2 separate regions of the Mus musculus genome follow, and region 1 is linked to region 2. A link is a contact called in public HiChIP or PLAC-seq data. All regions are on one chromosome and are shown on one strand. Each heading gives the region's core, a stretch centred on a gene start, on an enhancer-like site or on the middle of the called end of the contact. The rest is flanking DNA. Distances are from core to core; before and after follow the strand shown.

The links. HiChIP or PLAC-seq counts read pairs in DNA pulled down with a chosen protein or histone mark.
Region 1: an HNF4G HiChIP or PLAC-seq map of pancreatic cancer cells shows a contact between it and region 2. The contact joins two enhancer-like sites. A contact is called at or near these places in 9 of 39 promoter capture datasets (3T3-L1-derived adipocytes, cranial neural crest, embryonic stem cells and 5 more), 4 of 484 Hi-C or Micro-C datasets (embryonic stem cells, granulosa cells, neural progenitor cells and 1 more), 1 of 115 datasets of contacts at active chromatin or transcription factors (pancreatic cancer cells) and 2 of 9 other capture datasets (adipose tissue and macrophages).

What each region holds. Positions count from the first base shown.
Region 1 is chr2:113,820,142-113,824,423 of GRCm38.p6, forward strand. All of the region lies in intron 2 of Scg5 (secretogranin V), which reads right to left. Among named protein-coding and RNA genes, the nearest start is that of Scg5, 6.8 kb to the right of the region's middle. Within about 2 kb of position 1,345, at least 42 of the 459 cell types and tissues checked have an H3K27ac peak or open chromatin away from gene starts, as enhancers often do. A contact at or near this core is called in pancreatic cancer cells, where this site is marked.
Region 2 is chr2:113,369,478-113,373,705 of GRCm38.p6, forward strand. All of the region lies in intron 2 of Fmn1 (formin 1), which reads left to right. Among named protein-coding and RNA genes, the nearest start is that of Gm13963, 20 kb to the right of the region's middle. Within about 2 kb of position 2,169, at least 4 of the 459 cell types and tissues checked have an H3K27ac peak or open chromatin away from gene starts, as enhancers often do. A contact at or near this core is called in pancreatic cancer cells, where this site is marked.

The DNA of each region.
Region 1 (4,282 bases), core at 95-2,594, 450 kb after region 2:
TAGTTCATCGGCACACTGGTCTTTCAGCAGCACCTGATGTTCATTTGTGACATGTTTCACTTTTGGAACTCTTGCTGAAGTGGTCATAAAGTCATAAAAGCAAGAAAAGGGAAGGGCAAGTCTGAGAGGGGAAGTTGCGGCTCGCTCATCTTCACGAAGCATTGTTCCTCGCTGCAGCCCTGTGATCCTAACTCCTACGTCACCGCCAACGGGGTACATACAAGGCCAGGGAAACCGATTCCTCCTAGGATTCATAAGCAACGGCTGGGAGCGCTGTGTCTCAGGCCCGAGCGCAGCAGGACACAGGGAACGGGAAGATAGGATCACCTTTCAACTTTGAGCTGTTTGTAACTGGAAATGACTATGGGAGCACAGAGGAAGTCGAGAGCACAGCGGTGCTTTGTGAGATGGAGATGGAGCACGGTGGTGAAGCATTTGCCTAGCAAGGGCAATGACCTGGGCTGGATTCCAGGCATCGCTAAACAAGCAAGCAAACAAAGTGTTCATGTCTCTAGAACACTTTTTACCTTTTTCAAAATACCTTGATCCCCCTTAATTTGGCTGTCACAACAACACTGTGAGATGGACCGGACAGCTTATCGCCATTTTAAGACTGGGAAAGTAAACTGTCAGGTAGTCTTGTAACTTCTCTGAGAATGAACTAGAATAGCCTATCTCAATGTACGCCCTGCTAGCTGTATATATACCATCCTCCTCTCACCTCCCCCACCCCAAACCCCACACGCTTCTCCCTCTGCTAAAACTCACATGGCACACGTTGCACAGTGGCCAATGTGTGCACTCAGGTTTAAAGGCCGTGCCTAACTGTGGTCTGCTAAACCCAGCCTGCTTCACTAACTCTTTATGGACTGCGGTGACCAAGATGTTTGCACCAATTTGTTCCAAGAGGGAAACTTGTCAGAACATTCGCTTCCTGTAGCCTCAGGTCCCTGAAATACCAGCCACCAAAATCACCTGTGGTTTACCATAATGCCTAGACTCATAATCGTTTCTCAACTAAATAGCCCAGGATTATACAAGTCTGCAGGGATAGATGTACTCAGACCTAAAATAGCTGGCTTGCCAACAAACTTAAAAAACCCAAGCCACTGCGGGAAAGCATAAACAGATTCGGTCGTTAGGATGATTATATCAAATAAGACAGTTACAGGAAAGCAGCTCTGCGAACCATAAATGTTACACAAAACTGGGTTACTGCTCTTCCCTTCCCTTTGTGTACGTAATCCACTTTGTCAATTTTCTGTGGAAAATCCTTCATTGCGGCTTTCCAGGTGACTCATGGTGCTTCTTGTTGCCGGGGGTTTTTTTTCCAGATGGTATGAATCAGGTGACATGAGACAGAGTTCTAGTTTAAACACCACGGGCTTTGCACAGATATGGACTTTGCACAGACAATGCCTGACAGGAAAAAACCCCAGGAGCCAAGGTTCTCCAGGAACCAAGACGCCTCCTGGGTTAAGCCCACACTTCAGGAAAGTGCAAGGAGTCTTAGCTGCCAGCTTCGAAGCCGTGCCTTACAAGTAGACGGGAAGGGAGGAATGCTATGCTTAGATTAATTTTTTTCCCTGCTGTACTGGCTGGTTTTGTGTGTCAACTTGACCCAGGCTGGAGTTATCACAGAGAAAGGAGCTTCAGTTGGGGAAGTGCCTCCATGAGATCCAGCTGTGGGACATTTTCTCAATTAGTGATGAAACAGGGAGGGCCCCTTGTGGGTGGGACCATCTCTGGGCTGGTTGTCTTTGGTTCTATAAGAAAGCAAGCTGAGCAAGCCAGGGGAAGCAAGCCAGTAAGTAACATCCCTCCGTGGCCTCTGCAACAGCTCCTGCTTTCTGACCTGCTTGAGTTCCAGTCCTGACTTCCTTTGGTGATGAACAGCAGTATGGAAGTGCAAGCTGAATAAATCCTTTCCTCCCCAACTTGCTTCTTGGTTCATGCGGGAATAGAAACCCTGACTAAGACACCTGCCAAACTCTCGTGTGAACAATATGGAAAGTGGGGTGGGAGAAAAAGGGTTAGAAAAAAAATAAGAGTTTTTTAAACCTCATCAGAATTTAGAGGCAGCAAAGTTCACTGTCCCCACTTGTTCCATTCAGGTTACGGTCACAGAAATGGGCCGAGCGCATGGTTTAAATGCTGCTTCTCCATGAAGGCTGCACACAGCTGGGACTTGGTGTTCGGAAGAATGAGTTAGGCTACAGAGCTCACAAGAAGCTCTAGCTCAGGCCCTGTACCCACAGATGGACACTAGCTGGAATAAGCACTCAGTGTTTATGTCCCCTTAAAAATTATACTGAAGTCTGAACCCCCAATGTGGAGGGGGTGCAACTGTCCTCCATGAATTCTCCGGCCTCTCGGCCATGTCAAGAGTCAGCTAGCCCTGAAGCGTGAAGCAGGCTGTCATCAAACACCTCAGCCGGGGCCTGATCTAGACGGTCAAGAGCTGCGAGCAGTAGACCGAGTCACCTGGGCGGATGAAGACAAGCTGGGCTCCAAATAACTGACTTCTCTAAGTTAGCAGCTGCTAGGCATGAAATTTCACCTTGCTAATTTTGCTGCTTTTCTATGGCCCTCTTTGACCTCTGTGCTTGCTGGTTTTCTGTCACCTTGAGAGATGCTGGAGTTATCTGACAGGAGGGAGACTCAATTGAGCAAAGGCCTCCATAAGATGAGGTTGTAGAACATTTGTGATTGATAGGGAGGGTCCAGCCCATTGCAGGGCTACCCCTGGGCTGGTGGTCCTGGGTTCTCTAAGAAAGCAGGCTGAGTAGGCCATGAGGAGTGAGCCAGTAAGCAGCATCTTTCCATGGTCTCTGCATCAGCTCCTGCCTCCAGGTACAGGCCCTGTTTGAATTCCTGACTTCCTTCAGGGATGGACTACAATGTAGATGTGTAAGCTAACTAAACCCTTTCTTCCCCCAGTTGCTTTTGGTCATGTTTCATTACAGCAGCAGTAATCCTAGCTAAGACAATACCATAAGAAAATCTTATTTATTTGGGGGATGAACCAATACTTTATATTGTTCAATAGTCATGGATAGTGACAATTTCTGCTTATTCTTTGAAGTGCCATAACCTTCTTTACAGCTACTGAGTCTACTACTTGGAATTTGTGATTGTGAGACAAGGCCGCATTATGGACCCAAACCAACCTGGAACTCACTGTCTAAAGTTGGCCACCCTCAAATTTATAATCCTCCTGACTCCACCCAATTTTCCAGTGCTTGGGGTGCCTAGCCCTTTTGTGTCAAGTTCTTCAGAACTTCGTCTTAGGTGCTCTGTCCCCATCAGCAATGTTTGCCTAGACAGCTCATCCACTCGATAGCCTCAGCCACTCCTGTCAAGGAGAGGACTCCAAAATGCCCTCCCCCTACATCTGTCTTGTGTTCCGCATATCCAAAGAACCATCCTCATGCCTTTCCAGACACGCTGGAGAGCCTTAACGACACAATCATTTTCATCTTCCCTAGCCTACCTGCATGTAAAACGTTTTAAGATTTGTATCCAGGCAGCTAATCCACACAGGATATTTAAAATCATTTTCCAAGGTCTTCTTTTTTTTTTTTTTTTACAAGAATTTCAGTTGTGTGAGTGATTTCAAGGCAGCCTCAGAGGGCATAGGAAAAACTGGAGACACCGACGCAGGCAAAGTTATCATTGGTTCCTCTAGAATGGGGAAAACTACAAAGAGACTTTAGAAAAGTTATCTGGGCTAAGAGACAGCCCTCCCTCCCTTCCTTCCTTCTCCCTCCCTCCCTCCCTCCCTCCCTCCCTCCCTCCCTCCCTCCCTCCCTCCCTCCCTCCCTCCCTCCCTATCTCACTTTGTCCCTCCTTTCCACATCCCCTCCTCCTTCTAAATGCAGAAAGAGACTCTCCAGAAACAAAGTGAGACTCCTCTTCCATGTTTACTGCCCCGGTTCTGTCAGCCTTTGATTGGGAGGCAGCTATTGCCACCTCGTGGCAAAGTAGAGGTACTGCAGCTCCTTTATTCAAATTTGGCCAAACATAGGCTTATTAAAATCTACTTGCCTTTTCAATAATGCCACCTTACAAAGGGCTTTTTCCCCCCCATTTGATACAATTTTTAAAAGTTTCAGCTCTCTTTTATTTTGAAAAGAATGAAATTAAGGTTCTAAATGTGTTATAAAAATATTTTGATGTATTTTAACAATATAAATAAAATTTACAATCATCAAATATTTATAACGTCTGTTTAGTGGTTTGAGACTTAGTGTTACCACAGTGCTAAGTATTCAGTAGCTTA
Region 2 (4,228 bases), core at 919-3,418:
TTTAGAGTTGAGAGGCACTCATGTGGAAGAGTATGCTATATCTAATCCTTCCGTCAAGTCATTGGGCCTATATTACATAGAGTAGATATAAATTCTTTGCATATAAATATTGAGGTTTGATGTAATTCGATGAAATTTTTTAAAAGTTCCAAATATTAATAGATATAGATACATATTTAGCTAACTTCAGAAAGTCACCTATAATTGCAAGTAGAGTAGAGAGATTTCAGAAAGTGCATATACTTCTTATATCTAGAATATAAAAAGAATATAATTGAGTTAACAAGAGATATCAAAGATTCATCATTAAAATTACATATATGACCTAGTGACCCTACCTTTAAGAACTTTGCTTAAATGAGGTTATGTTCCTGAATGATTACATGCACACAGGTACTGACTGCAGCACTTTAGAATTTTGTTGTCATTATTATGAGTGTTATTTGTGTGCCTGTGTGTGATGGAGGTCATGTGCAGACATAGGCGTAGGAACACTGCTTTGTGGTTCTCTGCATGTACCCTTCCTTATGTGTGCTCATGGGATTGGCTTTAGGTCACCAGGCTTGCATGGCAAGCACTTTACCAGCTGAGCATCTTGCTGGCCCTAAAGCAATTTTTTAATACTTCTGCAACATCTAGGGAAAAAAAAAAACTGAACATTCATGAGCGAAGACATGTTTAAATAAATTGCAACACATTTTTTCCTCTGTAATACTATGAAACTGTCTAAAGTATTAATATAGATTTCTAACAAGCTGCAATATAATATATAGAATGCTCTGTTTCTTGTAAAAATGAACATGTCTTCTTCCCATACATAAATATGTGTTTTTTGCACAGACTTGAATGTCAGAGAGAAAGGTGTAAAGAAGAATTGGCCAGGCTGTTAACATTCAAAGGGCAAGGCAGTGGGGAATAGACCAGAGAACAGGGTGTGAGAACTGGGTGTGTCAGCTCCTTCACCTCTCTACTTTGTGTATCCTTACAGTGTTTCTCTAGATGTGGCGGGTGCATGTAACTTTTATAATTTCGAAAGCATTATTTTTACCATTTTGTTTCTTATTTTTATTTATATGTGTGTGGTTGTGCATGTAGGTGGGTGCCTGTGCCCATGTAGAGGCCAATAAAGATCAAGTGTTCTGCTCTGTCACTCTCCACCTTATTCTCTCTCTCTCTCTCTCTCTCTCTCTCTCTCTCTCTCTCTCTCTCTCTCTCTCTCTCTCTCTCTCTGGCTTTTTGAGACAGGGTTTCTCTATATAGCCCTGGCTGTCCTGGAACTCACTCTGTAGACCAGGCTGACCTTGAACTCAGAAATCCGCCTGCCTCTGCCTCCCAAGTGCTGGGATTAAAGGCATGCACATGTGCCACCACGCCCGGCACCACCTTATTCTCTTAAGGCAAGGTTTATCACTGAATCTGGAGCCAGGCTGGCAGCCAGCGAACCTCAGTGATCCTCCTGTCTCTGACCACCACAGTGCTGGGGTTATAGGCACAAGCATAGCCACACCGTTTTGAGGAAAGAAATCACACACCAAAATTAGCCAGACCCCCCTAAGCTATATATCTCAGTGAACTTCTATATAGTTAAAGTAGCCACTTGAAAGGGAATCTATAGAGATTCATATTGTGTTTTTATATTTTCAGAATCCAGTGTATTTTTATACATTTATCCATCACCAAAATGGAAAATCCGTGACAGCATTAGAGCTAGAAAAAACGATTAATTTTATATCCTCTTTCATCACTCATTTATACCTACATTCAATCTTTCTTCATTCCCTAATATTTAATCCTTTTTCCTGAAAATTTTGTCCTTTTATATTTCCTTAGAGCTAAATAGCATTCATGTGTGTGTATGTATATGTATGTGTGTGTGCACACACACTACAGATTTTCTTTTTTAAGATTGATTTTATTTTATATATATGAATTTTTGCTTGTAGGTACGTCTTTGCGTCCTTTGAGGGCTTGGTACACATGAAGGTCAGAAGAGGGCTTGGGATCCCCTAAAACTAGAGTTATGTGTCAGTCAGGAGGTTGTCAGGCTCCATATGGGTGCTAGGGATTGGCCCACGGTCCTCCACAAGAACAACAAAGCTCTAACTACTGAACCATCAGTCCAACCACATAGACCAAATTTTCACTCTCCATTCATGTGTTGGTGGACAACTAGGTTGATTCCAGTTCCTTGCCGCGGTGAATCAATAACTGTGGTGTGTAAATATCTCAGTGGTGGTGTATAGAGTTCTCTGGAAAAATGCCCAGAAGCAAAATAAATGAACCATATGGTAGTTCTATTTTTAATTTTTTGAGAAATCTCAAAGCTGACTTCCACAATGGCTGTATTTAGTCCCCAACAACAGTGAATAAGGGCTTCTTTCTCTCCACATCCTCTCAGTCTCTTGTCAGACCCATTGATGATAGCCACTCTGACTGGGGTGAGGTGCTTTGTCAAAGTAGTTCCAATTTGTATTCTTCCAAGGGCTCGGGATGTTTAACACTTTTAAAATAGTAATTGGCTACTTCTGTTTCTTTCTATAAGTGTTTATTTAGCTCATCTGCCTATTTGTTGATGGTAGTCTTATTTCATTGGCATTTCATTTCTGCAGTTCCTTGTGAATTCTAGGTATTTATTTCCTTGCTTAAAGGTAGTTAGTAAAGGTCTTCTCCCATTCGTTAGGCTGACCGTTTGCTCTACTGATTGTTTCTTCTGCTGTACGGAACCTGTCTATTCTCAAGTAGTCCCATCTGTTGATACTTAAGAGTTGGTTCCTCTGTTGTTGCTGCTCTATTTTAAATTACTAAAGCTAATCCGGTACCTATGTTTCATCTAAAAATTGCAATTTTATTTCTTTAAGGGAAAAAAAAAACCAAAGAAACATGCTTTACTGAGTGTCATGTATATGTGGGGGTAGGATTATAGTGGAAGCACATTTTCTGTGTTTTTCCTGTGTCTTCCAGTAAAGCAGGAAACTCAGCAATGAGAATATAGCATTTGTCAAAAACAAACAACTAAACAACGAACAGGAACGTATCTGGAGAGCCATGAAGGTAATGCCTGAAAGAAGTATATTTGATGGTAAAATTAGATGAGCATAGCACAAAATCCAGAATCTAACCATGAAGGCAATATAGTGGGGCTTCTGGATGCAACAGAGTTCCAACACAGGAACAGACCCACCTCCAGGCCCTTCTGGGAAGGGGGTTTGGGGGTTGAGGAGGGTTATGTGACAAAGAATGGCATGATGGGGGGTGGGGCTGAAGAAGGGACCAAAAGAAGAAGAGCATATGAAATACCCTTGCCTGACTTTCTAAAGTAAAGCCAAAGACAGGTGTAAGGGGATCATCAAGCTGCCAGTTATGGCCTACAAGGTCTGCCCTTCAGGGCCCAGAGCACCAAAGGGTGAAGTAGACCCTGAGGAGCAGCACAAGGGAACTTTGATGATGCAGGTGAACTGCCTATAGCATGGAGACCAAGAAAAGACTTGATTGTAACTGGAGGAAGTCATCTCAGTAGAACGATCTGCTCTTAGGTAGTTGGTAAGTGGGTGGTAGGCAGGTAATTAGTACACACACACACACACACACACACACACACACACACACACACACACACACACACACTGTCAGATTGTCATTGGTTGAGGCGTCTAAAATCTCACACTTTTGAAGCTGCCATGGTGTCACACATCTTTAATCCCAGCACTTGAGAAGTTGAGGCAGGTAGATCGCTGAGATACAGGCCAATCAGGACTACATATTGAGACCCTGTCTGAAAACACTTAACCCAAACCAACAACATGAAACACCTCACCCTTTTGAGCCTGTAATTGAATTACAAGCATTTCATCTCATTGATGAAGCTGAATATTGACTATTGAAGACATAGGTTTTACCCCATTTGTTTCTATTCTCTGAGTAAGGGTGTTTTTGAGAATGATGGGAACATTGGCTAGCACTCTGGACCCACATTCTTTCGCTTGATAACTGTTATTATGTAATAACATTTTTTGTTTGTTCCTTTGATGGATTTCACCTGCTTTCTGATCAGTGCTATTAAATAATTACCTTAAAAAAAATAGAATCCTACTATGTAGCTCATGCTGGCCCCAAATTCAGCAATCTCTTGTGCTGGTATTGTAGGTCTGAGTCAAGACACCCACTGAGTAATTCTTAGATAGAACTCAAACCATATTGAGTGGGCCATGGAATGTGAAGCCAGGGCACA